Regions from separate parts of the Mus musculus genome. Here regions 2, 3 and 4 are each linked to region 1. Evidence: chromatin contacts called from public Hi-C and HiChIP or PLAC-seq data. All regions are on one chromosome and are shown on one strand. The core of a region is the stretch at or near the end of the contact, and the rest is flanking DNA. Distances in the headings are between cores, read along the strand shown. Region 1 overlaps Gm38709 (a long non-coding RNA gene). Region 2 has its middle 17 kb from the start of E130114P18Rik. Region 3 overlaps Nfia (nuclear factor I/A). Region 4 overlaps Nfia (nuclear factor I/A).

What was found. A called contact is a pair of places that touch in the nucleus more often than the background predicts. HiChIP or PLAC-seq counts read pairs in DNA pulled down with a chosen protein or histone mark.
Region 2: an H3K27ac HiChIP or PLAC-seq map of stem cell-derived neural progenitor cells shows a contact between it and region 1. The contact joins two enhancer-like sites. A contact is called at or near these places in 7 of 484 Hi-C or Micro-C datasets (the HL-1 cell line, LSK cells, the N1E-115 cell line and 4 more) and 7 of 115 datasets of contacts at active chromatin or transcription factors (embryonic forebrain, forebrain, heart atrium and 3 more).
Region 3: a contact with region 1 is called in a Hi-C map of muscle stem cells, with 2.3 times the contacts expected there. The contact joins two enhancer-like sites. A contact is called at or near these places in 1 of 15 datasets of contacts at CTCF or cohesin (pro-B cells), 7 of 484 Hi-C or Micro-C datasets (the N1E-115 cell line, Sertoli cells, embryonic fibroblasts and 3 more) and 11 of 115 datasets of contacts at active chromatin or transcription factors (bone marrow-derived macrophages, embryonic forebrain, embryonic limb bud and 7 more).
Region 4: a contact with region 1 is called in an H3K27ac HiChIP or PLAC-seq map of heart atrium, with 7 read pairs. The contact joins two enhancer-like sites. A contact is called at or near these places in 9 of 484 Hi-C or Micro-C datasets (the HL-1 cell line, bone marrow, cerebral cortex and 5 more), 5 of 115 datasets of contacts at active chromatin or transcription factors (bone marrow-derived macrophages, embryonic forebrain, heart atrium and 2 more) and 3 of 9 other capture datasets (adipose tissue, liver and pancreatic islet).

Annotation. Positions count from the first base shown.
Region 1 is chr4:97,749,630-97,752,836 of GRCm38.p6, reverse strand. It overlaps Gm38709 (a long non-coding RNA gene), which reads left to right. Exons shown (of 5, transcript XR_003955232.1): 5 at 1-2,190. It also overlaps a transcript of Nfia not described here. Among named protein-coding and RNA genes, the nearest start is that of Gm38709, 26 kb to the left of the region's middle. Within about 2 kb of position 1,591, at least 334 of the 459 cell types and tissues checked have an H3K27ac peak or open chromatin away from gene starts, as enhancers often do. A contact at or near this core is called in the N1E-115 cell line, embryonic forebrain, heart atrium and 3 more, where this site is marked.
Region 2 is chr4:97,600,451-97,603,449 of GRCm38.p6, reverse strand. It overlaps a transcript of Nfia not described here. Among named protein-coding and RNA genes, the nearest start is that of E130114P18Rik, 17 kb to the right of the region's middle. Within about 2 kb of position 1,714, at least 68 of the 459 cell types and tissues checked have an H3K27ac peak or open chromatin away from gene starts, as enhancers often do. A contact at or near this core is called in the N1E-115 cell line, embryonic forebrain, heart atrium and 2 more, where this site is marked.
Region 3 is chr4:97,952,831-97,955,962 of GRCm38.p6, reverse strand. The region is part of intron 2 of Nfia (nuclear factor I/A); the gene reads right to left. Among named protein-coding and RNA genes, the nearest start is that of Gm40208, 17 kb to the right of the region's middle. Within about 2 kb of position 1,817, at least 14 of the 459 cell types and tissues checked have an H3K27ac peak or open chromatin away from gene starts, as enhancers often do. A contact at or near this core is called in muscle stem cells, where this site is marked.
Region 4 is chr4:97,885,751-97,889,001 of GRCm38.p6, reverse strand. All of the region lies in intron 2 of Nfia (nuclear factor I/A), which reads right to left. Among named protein-coding and RNA genes, the nearest start is that of Gm19417, 18 kb to the right of the region's middle. Within about 2 kb of position 1,576, at least 6 of the 459 cell types and tissues checked have an H3K27ac peak or open chromatin away from gene starts, as enhancers often do. A contact at or near this core is called in heart atrium, where this site is marked.

The sequences.
Region 1 (3,207 bases), core at 342-2,841:
GGGAAAAAAATCACACACCTGCACCTTAGAAAGAGGCCAAATCCAGTTCCTGCCTCCCAGAGAGTATGAAGACCACTTCTATTGGAGTTACTGCGTGCAGCAATTGTTTGTAGCTCCTTAAAGGGAAAACACTGCGTGCCCTTTGTTTTGTCTTAAGAATCACACAGAGACTAGGCCGGGTGATATTCCTGCTAAGTTAATGCTAGGGTAGAGTGCAGTGCTAGAATCCCAAGACCAGAGTGTTAAAATGGATCTCAATTTTCTGTTTCCATAACTGCACTTTCTATTTGGCTTATTCCCTTCTTAGGGACCCCATCTCCTGCAGCAGCACAAGAGATTAATAGTTACATCCCTATTTTTCTCAAGATAAAAGCTGTCACTAAATGGTGTTGCAACCAAGTGTCACAACTGTACATACCCCATTGCCATTGTTTATTTAAATTTATCTCTGCAGTTCTTTTATGGACTTGGGAAAGTGTAACAGGTTCTAATTGGTAGGGGGAAAAAATCCAAGTCAGGTATGTTTTACTTTTTTCCGATCAAAGAAAGACTGAGTAAAAGAATAAGCTTTTTGCAGTGTGTTTTTTCCAACACTCTTTTCAGTAGCTGTACGCTTTCCTCCCTTATCCAGTTCCGCTTTCACTTTTCCTCCTCCCAGCCTCGCTAACCCACTTAACAATTCTCCGGCCTGTCCCAGGCCGCTGGTAACGAGCAGAGGACGCCCACGACTCCCCCTAACCACACCGTTCAACTTCAGAAGCTCTTAAGAGAAAAAGTCTTCTTCTCAAAGTGCAGTCGGAGCAAATCATTCCCCCAGAGTTCCCTCCACAGCTGCCGTAGGAAGGACTTCGGTCGATCTTCAAGAGGGGACCCGCGCACAGGACAAGTCCGCCTGTGGCCACAGCAGAACAACCCAGGCCGGAGGTTGACGCCGCCCTACGCGTCCTCCCACCCCACGGGACATCCCGATGACCCGGTCACTCAGCGCTCAGCCACTGTAGGACTGACTCCACTCTTTCCTTCCCTGCTCCGCTTCGCCTCCCGAAGTGCTCCCAGATCAGCTGTGGTGTGATCACTCCCCAACACCCAGCTCCATCGCGTACACCCCAACGTGTGCAAGATGGGGTTCGAATATGGGAACCCAACTTTGCAACGAAAAAGCTCAGGGTCAGGCCGGAGCCAGAGGGAAGAAAGAGCACGAAGAGACCGCACAGGGCGCCGATACCGGGTCCTGAGGAGGCGGTCCTTGTTCCTAAACAGGCCATGCAGGTGCACCCTGCTGCTTTCTCTTGCAAGTCTTTTGAGGTTTGGCCTTTTAGAGCTTTGTAAAGTTGACTCTCCCCCTCCTCTCAATCACAGGGTCACACTAGGAACCACACTGTCCTCAGCCCTTTAATCTCATTACTGACTTTAGGGGAAGGGGTAGAAGGGTGAGGACGGCCTGGGCCGCGGGAGGATTGGGGTTCAAGCACGGCTCAGGAGCGCCACGCTGGGCAGGAAGCGCTCAGAGGTCGGTCACTAGGCTCTACTTCTTGAGAAGTGCTGCTTAACCGCAACCGCTCCGCTCCGCCCACACCAGGGGAGCGGGAGAGAAGTCCCGGGCGAAAAAGACTTTTTTCCTTTAAGAGAAGGCAGCTGGTGACCCGGGTCCTCATCCTTCAAGTTCCCCTAAGCGAAGCAGGGCGCCACCTACAGTCGAGTTCCAACTAGCACGTTGGTGAGAAGGCTGGAGATCCTTTCCTAAGCAAGGCAGGATTTTGGGCACAGCCATCTCATCTCTGTAATCAATCCAGACCAACAGGTCTGTTGGCAGGCAACAGCAGACTAGACCATACCGAAAATTTGCGTTGGGGGCGTGAAGAAGTTGGGAAACAGAACAGTACTAGCTCTGATTGGACTTGTTCGCGCTCTAATGGTTTTGGCTGGATTTTGAACCCAGTATCTCCCCCACGTTTCAGCCAAGGAGAGCAGCAGTCAATTTCATTAGGAAGAGTATTTGTGTGACCTTGGACAAGTTGCTCCGTCACTCACTCTCCTTTTTCTTCCCCTTCAGAACTATAACCGTGAGAGTTTTTTTTTTTTCTAAATTAATGAGATAAAGTAGGTGAGAAACTGCCCATGTTAAGAGCTCCCACCTATTTCTAAAAGGGGGAAAAATCTTCCGAGAAATAAAACTTTAAAGACACTGCATATGTGTTTCCTGTTCCATGAAAGATTAGGTCTCTAGGAGGAAGAGGCGAGAAAGGCAGCCAAGTGGCCCCAATAGCTGATTTGAGCACTGGCTAATCTCCTCATAGACAAAAGAGACATATTAGTGGATGGCTGTGACTACTTAATTATCATTTTACTTTATAAATTGTTAATTACCACATGAACGTCAGAACCATATATGATATACATTATTCCCACTGTAAAGATGAAGACATACAATCCAGAGGTGAAAGCTATAACTACAACTTCAGCAGACTCAAGTCTGTTTCTGAACCTGCTTTTGATATGTAGTAGTATTAAGTTCTTCGAAATCAGATTAGGTGTTTTACATAGGAGGACAGGTTTTGTCTTTCATAGCACCTCTGAAAAGAAGAACTGTGAGTTCCCAAGGGGATTGGAGGGCCAGGGAGGTCAAGGGAGTCACTTTTGTGGGAGCTGGAGAGGCAAGGGTTTGTTTCATTTTACAATTCTAGGTTATGTGCATCAGTAAGGGAAGGCAGGGTGAGAACCTGAAGATAGGAACTGAAGCAAAAGCCACAGGGAAAGTTGCTTCCAGGCTGGCTATTGGCTTCCCTGCCTATTTTTCAAGGGAGTCATTTTAAGAATCAGCAGAGCAGGCCCGCAGAGAACCCTCCTCTGACAACATGAAAGTGACTTCAACTGGCACCTGTGTTGGGACACTTGTAAAAGTTCTCAATCCAAGTCAGGCAGGGGACTTGGCTCCTTAGTGGTTGTGCCATGCTGAAGGGGTGACAGAGGCTCGCTCTTGCAGCCCAAGAAGTGGTGATGATTGCAGTGTTTCCTTAGAAAATCTTGACAGTGGATGAAAGAGCAGGGCACAGAGGCAGTAGGAAAAGCCAGAGACAGACTGACTTATACTTCTATCAATATAATTAGTCTATGCTTACCTCACGGCCCACACAGCCAAATCTCATCAAACAGCCCAAGGAAAAGTTTAGTTTAATATAGCAATTGATGTCCTGGCATCTAAACCAC
Region 2 (2,999 bases), core at 465-2,964, 150 kb after region 1:
GATGCAGTGGTATCCCAAAGAGAATGGAAGTTTTGACAAGTGCTACAACATGATGCTAAGTGAGTCAAAAAGCAAGGAGCAGACAAATATTTATGATTGCACTTACACAAGGCACAGAGCACATCGGACATACACACAGAAAGTTGAGTGTGGAATATTGAGTACTGGGACATGGTGCGGGGATTGCATTTTAATAGGTGTAGACTTTTAGGTGAAAAATTTTGATGGTGATGGTTGTACAATAATATTAATGCATTTAATATCACTGCACTATATACTCATCAAAGGGTAAAATAGTAACTTTAATTTTTCTATTTATCTGTCTATGATCTTCTATCTATCTATCTATCTATCTATCTATCTATCTATCTATCATCTATCTATGAATATCTATCTTAACACACACACTTACACAAACCAGAACTTTCCATCTCTAAAACAAAACAAAACAAAACAAAACAAAACAAAACAAAACAAAACAAAGCAAAACAAACAAAGTCAAACCCTTTCTACCCGAGGAGCCAATGGGCAGCAGGTTAGAAGTGTGAAAATGACTGGAGGCTTGGGACTAGTTTAATCTCTTGAGACACCAACAGATTCTCAGTGCCCACCTTCGTAGTAAAAGTGTGTTCGGTGAGGGTGCTGACGGCCTGCTGGCACTCTCCCAGGGATGGGGAACTGCATGGCAGCTGCCCAGCCCCCAGGGCATGGTGTTCCTGAGCTTGTCAGTGAGTCAACCATCTGGCACCCAGGGCTCAGGGTTCCCAATCTCTGCCTTGAATACTTTTTGAATTTGTGTGAATCTGGGCATGGTCTTCCTAAAATCTCTCCCATAATGCTGGTTCTCTTTCATTATTGCTTTTGGGTTTTTACATGAATCCAATCCTGAACAAAGAAATGTCTTCTGTCACAGGGTAACTTAAAGGTTGTTCCTTCCAGATACATTATTTCCAGCAATAATAGGAGTACTAATAAAGGCCGTCTAGGTCAGATGCCTACTGTTTTGATGAAGATGGGAAGTTCTTTTTATGTAAGTGACACTTGTAGATATTGTTTCAGGACCTAGAAAACTTTGCAGAGATGAATAGCTAAAGGCCAGAAGTGAATTTTCATTGTGATGAAACAGCCTATCATTCCTAAAGTTAGGGCTTGTGTCTTATTTCCTATGTGGCCTTGGTCCCTGCCATTCCATAGCTCAGGACCTGATAGGTGTCCAGAAGATCTTGCCAGAAGACTCCATGAATGTACCGAAACCTTTCTATTAATTGCTTTATAGTCTGTGGGAAAAAGATGGGGCTGGAATTCTTTCTGATTTCCATAACAGAACCTTAATATATACAGCAATCTTCCCTGTGAAATTCTGTCTGGGGCCTATACACCTGTGAGATTAAATACATTGAAGTCAACAAGCTCCTAGCTTGGTGGGCTCAATGCCTTGGGGATCCTAGGAGGGGAAGTTGTTAGTCTTCATCAGAAAACTGGGAAACTGTCAGGGGAAGGGTGTCCTACCCCACTCTCCCTCTCTATAGTCTCCTAACTCATTCGCCTTCCTATCATCTTTGAAGCCTTCCTGCAGGAGCCCTTTGCCACTGCAGCGTCGTCCGTCCCTCCGCCACCCTTTGTTGCCTTTGTCAGGTGATTCTCTGCTCCTAGACTCTGTTCAGGCAGACTTTCATCACATGGCTTTCTGTTACTATCTTATCAGGCAACCCCACTCCTGCTCTCTCCTTCTCAGCTTGCTTGAGCCTTTAGTAACAGGGCGCTCCCTCCACCCTCCCTGCCTCCACCCTCATTCAAACAGCCTCTCATTCCCTCCTCTATCACAGTCTGCTCTGTTTCCTATTAGGGGAGTGTGCATTTTAAATGTCTTAGCAGCGTCTGTCTCTGCGGCCACCCCCTCCCTGCCCCTTCCCAGTGAGTCAGACACTAGAGCAGGAGCATCAATTTACAGTTGCTGGCCAGATACCAGATGTTCTGGGTGGAAGCAAACTGTCATAGAAAATGTTTGTCATTTCAGATAAAGATCAATGCTAAACGTGGTAAGGATGGAAAGGAACAAAAAGGAGCTACAGTTTTCATTGTTATCATAATTAATAACAGTCATGAGCAACCTACCCCCCCTTATCCCGTTAGAAATGGTTATAAACATTTTCCCCCTTGAAGCGTCCCCAGTAGGCAGTCTTTATCACACCGGACTAACATGTCTGGTAAGGGATTTAAGTGGATAACAGAAAAAGGTGACGGGATACACAGGTGGAATATTTCTTATCTAAATGCTTGGAAATAAAAGTGCTGCAGACTGGAAAATTTTGTATTTTGTACTATGTGCACATTACAAGTTCTGTTTCTTGGGATGAGGCACTAGACTAAACAGACAATTTGTTTATGTTCATTAAACATGTGGCTTATGCAATAGTTTTAATACTTTCATGCATAAAGTGATTTTTTTTTATGGTATAGAATTATGTTGGCTCTCTAAGAGTTTTGGACCTTGGAGGATTTGGGGTTTTCCCTTCCCAGAGTGAGGATGTGCTAACCAGAATCTCTGGAGAAAGTTCTTCTTTGGCATAAAGCTACCATAGACTACTAGGATGGAACACCATGGGGACGCCAGCGTAGTCCAGCTTAACCTCTTTACTCAGGGACGGTGTGACTCAGAGTGGGGATCTTCTGCTGCTTCAAAGTGCCACAGCACGGCAAGCTAGTATTGTTTACTATGAGGTTTTACTTGGATAACCTTCTTTTGCAAATAACTTGTCAAAGATAGAGCAAAACTCAGAATATCAACCTGGTTGGTCCAGCGTGTAGAGACACTTTCTCTAGATCATTGGGGATCAGTGCTTTTCAAAGTGTGCTTCCTGAACACGGTGCTTAGCTATTATTACAAAGTCCAGAGGTCTCTAATGATGCTTTTATAACCAAAGATGCTTCAAAAATAATTGTAATGACTTTTTTTTTTTTGAAACAGGATCTGGCTAGGATACCTAGGCTGATTTTGA
Region 3 (3,132 bases), core at 568-3,067, 200 kb before region 1:
AGGACATATTTTCAAGCTCATATAGAAAAGCAACCCAGACAACAGCACAGATCTCAGGCTCACACTCCTGAATCCCAAAGTCCTAAAGTTCTAGCACATGCACTGGGAATAAGCAGTTGCCCAGACAAGGGTTTCCCAGCCTAACGCTTCCTTCACAGGGTAAATGCTTTCCTGTTGTTCTGAGGCATCGGGGGACCCCAAAAGCATTTATTAGTAAAAGCAGAATCTTGTAAACATGTAGAGAATTTAATTGATTTCTTTTTTAAACATAATTTTTTAATTAGAAAATTATTTCTATTTATTTCTAGAATGAGATAGAAGGAACTTTAAAAGAATTTTATAGAATAAGAAGCAAGCATACTTATATGTTTGGGAGAAAAGAAAAAAAAATCATGTGCCACATCTCAAAGAGAATTCAGAGATTTAAGACAACAGACAGAAATAATTATTTGAAATTAAAAAATTTAGAACATCTCTATGTATGTAAAATGTGAATTCTAACTTCTACCTTGATGTCACAGGTTCAGAATTAGCTATTTTTAATTTGACTTCATCTCAGCAAGAAGCCAACGTCAAGAGTTACAACATATAACCATGACCAAACTGAAAGAGTGACTGACTCTGGGACCTAGCCATAGCGTCTCTTGTCTTTCCTAGAGACACTAAACAAAGAAGTGATGCTCCCAAGGACCTTTCACCTAGAAATATTAATCTGTGATATTAAAAGACTCCCAGCTTTCAGACAATGGGTATCTTAATCATAAAAAGGGTTATGTCTACTTTAGAATTTTCAGACAATATTAACCTGGTAAATACAACAAAAAATTCTGATGAGTCAACAATTAAAATATAAGAAGCCATAAAGAAACGGTTTTTAAAAATTTAACTCTAGCAAAAGAGCCTTTCTTATATCCTGACAATTGCTATTTGTTACAATAAACAAAACCAGAAGTCTTAACGTATCAAAAGCCTGTAGAGGAGCCCTTTCAGAATGAACTGCAAAGACAAACACCAAGCCTGTGCCTAAACCTTGGAGATGCAGCTAAACTTATAGTGAAATCATATTTTAAATTCTAACGACAGAAACTAGTATTATAATAGACCAACTAAATAAAATATAGCTAATTCCTTCTTTTTCTAAGATCCTATTTTTTTCACAAAAAATTACAAGTTAAACATTTCAAAACTATTTCAGTCTGTTTTCAGAGAGTCGTACTGTCATTATTTTTATTCTAGACAAATCTTAAACCTTTCATTACATAAAATTTAAGGAAAATATCTAAATCTATGTTAAAGAGATTCCTTTTGATCACCCTGGAAAACAGATGAATTTTTGCCAGACATAACATTTGGCTTAAAACCATACAAACAAATGTTCTGATACCTTAGCTCAAATTATTCCTATAGGTGTGACATCTTTATAAGGAGTGCTTCTCCATAAATCAGTGGAAAGTATCTTTTCTGTCAATTAATTGAGGTACACAAGAGACAATGGGATTAAATATTTATTCATCAATATTAATGAAAATAGGGATAATGAACCCAAAACGTTTTTATAAAACCTGGAAGCAAACATCTCTTTTCGTTTCACTTTTTTTGTGTAAGATATTCATTTCATTGCCCTACCTCTAGAGAAACAGAAAATACGAGCAGTAAGAGCTGAAGGAGGCATTTTCAAAGCTAGTTTAAAATTTCAAGCCACAGAAGAGTGTCCAGGAGCTGAATGGGATGGAAAGGCTCGGGCTTGGTCTACAAGGGTCCGGGCATGAGCATCCATGGAACACTGAGACACAAACACTAAGAAGAGGCATCTAGCCAAGCAGGGAACGAGCGGAGCATGAATTCTCTGTTTTATTCAAAACCCGGAGAATGTTACCACCCCAGGCCGTCTAGCTCAAATATTCTATCCCAGGAAAGCTCAAGCAAAGCCAAGGCTCTACATGAAACCCGAGTGCCCTAAATCTTTTGATAATTATTCTCTATCCGTCCTGGTCCTGGTGCTGTTCCACGAGGAGGAGACACAGCCCCTTGCTCGAATGGAAAAGGTCACAGATGCTGTTAAGTACGGAGCCAACCAGATGACCAGAATTACAAATTAATTTCTATCCACACACAACTGATACAAAAGGAAGCCCTCCTAAGCACTTCTGTCAAAACACTATCAAAACGAATACTTTACTCTTCTCCTTTTTCTACTTTTTAGGGACCTGGCAGAAGACTTCGTGTATTTCTGTTTTGGACAATTATTGTTTGATTTCTGGCCACTTGAAATAATTACACACACCCCCAAACAAACAAACAAAAAACAAACTCACTTACATAAAATAGGATGGCCCTTTCATACAGGAAGTTCTCAATCCCTGTATAGCAGACTAGTGGCTTTCTTCAACAGCTCTCTGGTTAAAAGCTGTATTTTACAAGGATAAGAACATTACTTAAAGCGTATCTAAACGATGGTGTACAAAGTACATTAGGGTTATCTGTTTTTCTCTATAAATAGGGATTTTTTGTTTGTTTGTTCAATGGATCTCAAACATCAATCTAACCTTGAAAAGTGATATTTCTTTGGGTTCCTAAAAAATGTATGAGCATACATTTAAAACTAAAATAGACAGGGTTTGCATAAAAAGCTGGGTGAAGACCTCTTAAGTGAACTGGTAGCCATTTATCTACGCATTTTTATGGCATCTACAACTATATTGCTGCAGTACTCAGATAAAGATAGTCCACTCTCAATATAATCACCAGAGAAAGAATAATAATAATAATAATAATAATAATAATAATAATAATAATAATAATAAATCCTAATGCCGACATATTGGTATCTGTGCCTTTGACTCGGACAAGATGAAGAGAACCTGAGTTTGTTGTTTATACACACATTCAATCCCTGAAATCTTAACCCTGTTCCCTTTCAAAGAGTACATTTTTGGCAGAAAGAAAATGACAAAAAACATGCTAATGTGGTAAAAGTGATGAGGGAAAACCATAGGTGTCACTTTTCTATATTTTATATTAATTAAGCTTCATGAAAAGATGGCATATTGCCAATCTTCCTGTCCTTGACCTAGAACTAATCCCTTTCCGTCTGATCCATCTTTCATTGTACACACATCTCTCCTGATGCAG
Region 4 (3,251 bases), core at 327-2,826, 140 kb before region 1:
AGTCAGGGCCAGCTCTGCCTAGTCTCATAGCTTTCTCTATCCCTGCTTTCACTGTTAGAAATGAAAGAATTGGATCCAGTAGCAAACTCTTGGCCAGCAGCTCCAAATATTCTTGATTCTAAAATCTACGACACTTTGACAGTATGACTAATATATCCATGAGAAAGTATCATGTCTAAGCTTAAACAAACACCAAGATGATAAAATACAGCTCTAAGAGAAATCTGTTCAAAGGACTTCAGAAAAACGGACACACTCTATACACCAGCTCCCTAAAGTATGGGTTGCAACCCGACTAGGAGTTATATCAGTGAACGTGGGGTTCGAAAAAACTTTGTCAAAAAGAGAAAAAAAACCCACAATAACCAAAAATTACCTCAAGTAAAATGCGTAATAAATGTGAGGCATTTCTAGCACTGCTCACCATGTGTAACATGGAAGGATCACACTGCATGCCCACTCTGCACTGCAATCATGGTCACACACACAACATCAGGGGACACTGAAACACTGCAGCTCAGATTAAAGGCTACCGTGTATTATGAATCCCAGCATTTTGACTGTGCATACAAATTGCCCACTCCTATAGAAACGTAGTGGAAAACAAATTTGGATTTCATAAATCATTTAATGAATTTGACTTGGGATTAGGAGAGAACTACCAACAGTTTCTAAAACGGTCCTCAACACACTTTTGCCTTTTAACATGTGTATTTATGGAAAGCGGAACTCTTAGCACTGATGATCATAAAACCAAAATCTCAATCAACTTGAAATTACTGAAGATGTTTTGCATCTACATCACACTCAGTAAGATTTAGTTCTTTATGTAAAAACACAAAAGCAATTCCATCTCACTAGTATACAGATTTGATTTTTATCTTTAGTAAATGTGAAATTACACACACACACATACACACACACACACACACATAAATTTGTCAAGGAATTGTTGAAATTATAATTAATTATAAGTGAAATTTTGGTTATATATCTTTTGATATACTAATACAGCCAGATGATGTAAATTTTTCTTGGGTAAAAAGGGGGTCATGTGTGGACAAGTTTAAGGCCTGCTCTCCATCACATGGTCCAGGCCTTACTAACATTCTTTGGCATATAAATATACTATTGCAAATGCCTGGGCTCAAATCCACTTCTGTAACCTTTATCCTACCAGTATGATCCTGGGTAAACTTATTCATGTATCTGTGTTTCCAATTCCTCATCTGCAGAATGGGTAGCCATTATAACCTAGTTAAATTGACAACAATATACATTTATATTTTACATTGGGATTTAAATCAACTGATATGGCCAAGTATTTGCCCACCACTACTAAGCTTTGTCAATAAAGTAAAGAGTATTTGAGCCAATAAAATACAGCCCTCCTGGCCAGAATGGTAAGTCTCAGGAAAGAGTCATTGAAGTGATGGACTGAGCAAATTATAAAAGAGAAAAAAGCTTGGCCTAAATGTTTGCAGCATCGCTGAGCATATGTCAGAAGAATGTTCACACAGCAACAGGATGGATGGGAAGAAAGAGAAGCAGCTGGGTTTGTTCTACCAAAGTCAAGGTCAGTGTCCAGTCTCCAAATAGCTTCTTTATCTTCAGTAACCACATCAACTCAAGGGCCACAGTGAGCTATAGCAAATATAGCACAGACACTCAGAGCTAGAGATGAAACCAGATGTTAGTGCCTTTTTACTCCTTTGCCTTCTAAGGAATGAAGATGAAGCCACACACCCTGAAGCTTACCCATCCAGGATTGCACAGAAAGACCTCTTATTATTTTCCCCTAGAACGTCCTCCTGCTATGTCATATGTCAGAATTATCTTACACGAATACTCTAACTACAAATAGATGCATGGATGAGACTGTGCATAGAAAATTCTATATTCCAGAACTGCTTTCTAGAAACTGGATGTGAAGCAACTTGAGTAATTTCTAGTCCCCCAGACGACTGGACCTTGTTCACCCATCAAAACCCAATTTTAATTTTGATCTTTTTAGCCCTTGTGGAATCGAGAACCTAAGACAGCTGAGTAATGAGGAGCTCCTCTCTATCAGACCCTCTTCAAGGATGGCAGCAGAAAAGCAGATAGCACATTACTAGGGCAGTCCAGACAGAGAAGAGCCCCCACTCCAGTTCACCTTAGAAACGTGGGTGTGTGGTGTCAGCAAACAACTCCTAGGATATATAGTGGTAGGGGCAAAACATCAGGGCAAAACTGAGGGCTCTCTTGTCGAAGTGGGAATTCTCAGTCCACAGCAAGTGTGCACCCTTAAAAGACTACCCTAACACAGGTTTCACTGCCAAGTGGCCCAACTGGAGCCTGGTAAATGGTCAAAACATTTTTCTAAATGTCCAATAACCATTAAAAGACCTGGATCCTACCAAAATTACATTTTTCCTTCTGTTTCTTTCTCTTTTTTTTCTTTAAGTCAGTCTGAATACCAGTTATTGAGCATTCACTGTTACAAAGAGCTGTCAGAAGCACTAAGAAAACATGGTCCCAGTGTTCAAGAAAACACAGCCTGGTAGAGATGAATTCACACACAACTGACTACCATGGAAGCCAGACGTCGCTAGCATAAGGCAACGTAAGCCATGTGTGATGGCAAAAGGAAGAGAAAGCAGTAGGCTAACCGAGGAAGGATGGACAGATGAGCAGGCATTCCCCTTCTTGTTCCATAAAATATCTGGGGCATCGTGAAGGCTAAGTGGGATGTACTGGGCAGCCCAGCAGAAGAGCCCAGAGAAAGGAGGCATCCACACTGGACACAGGCGTTTCTGTTTTATAGCATGGAGTGGGTAAATTCTCTTGTGGACCTCTGTGCTTTGCCTCTGCTCTGTACTTCGGGCACCTAAGGTGTCAGCACCCATGCATTTCCCTTTATAGTATCATTGATAGGCTCAAAAGTTTCTTGAGCTCTTTCCAATATAGCGTTTGCCTATAATGTCTTCTCCAGGGCTTGACTCCTTCATTTCGACAGGGCAGGTTTTAACATGTGGCTCACAGAGAAAAGTGAAACCACAGGCACCAGCAGAACTAAGAATAAAAAACACATTTTGAAATAAAATAAAGGTTAAGCTCTCATACCAACAGACCTTGCTTGATCAGCAAAAAATGTAGGTGTTAACAGGAAATCACTATATTGTGTAATCCCCACTTCACCCTCCACAAAATTGCACTGTAATTCAAAATAAGTGAAGCAACAATTGGATGGATGACCAGTTCTTGTTGTT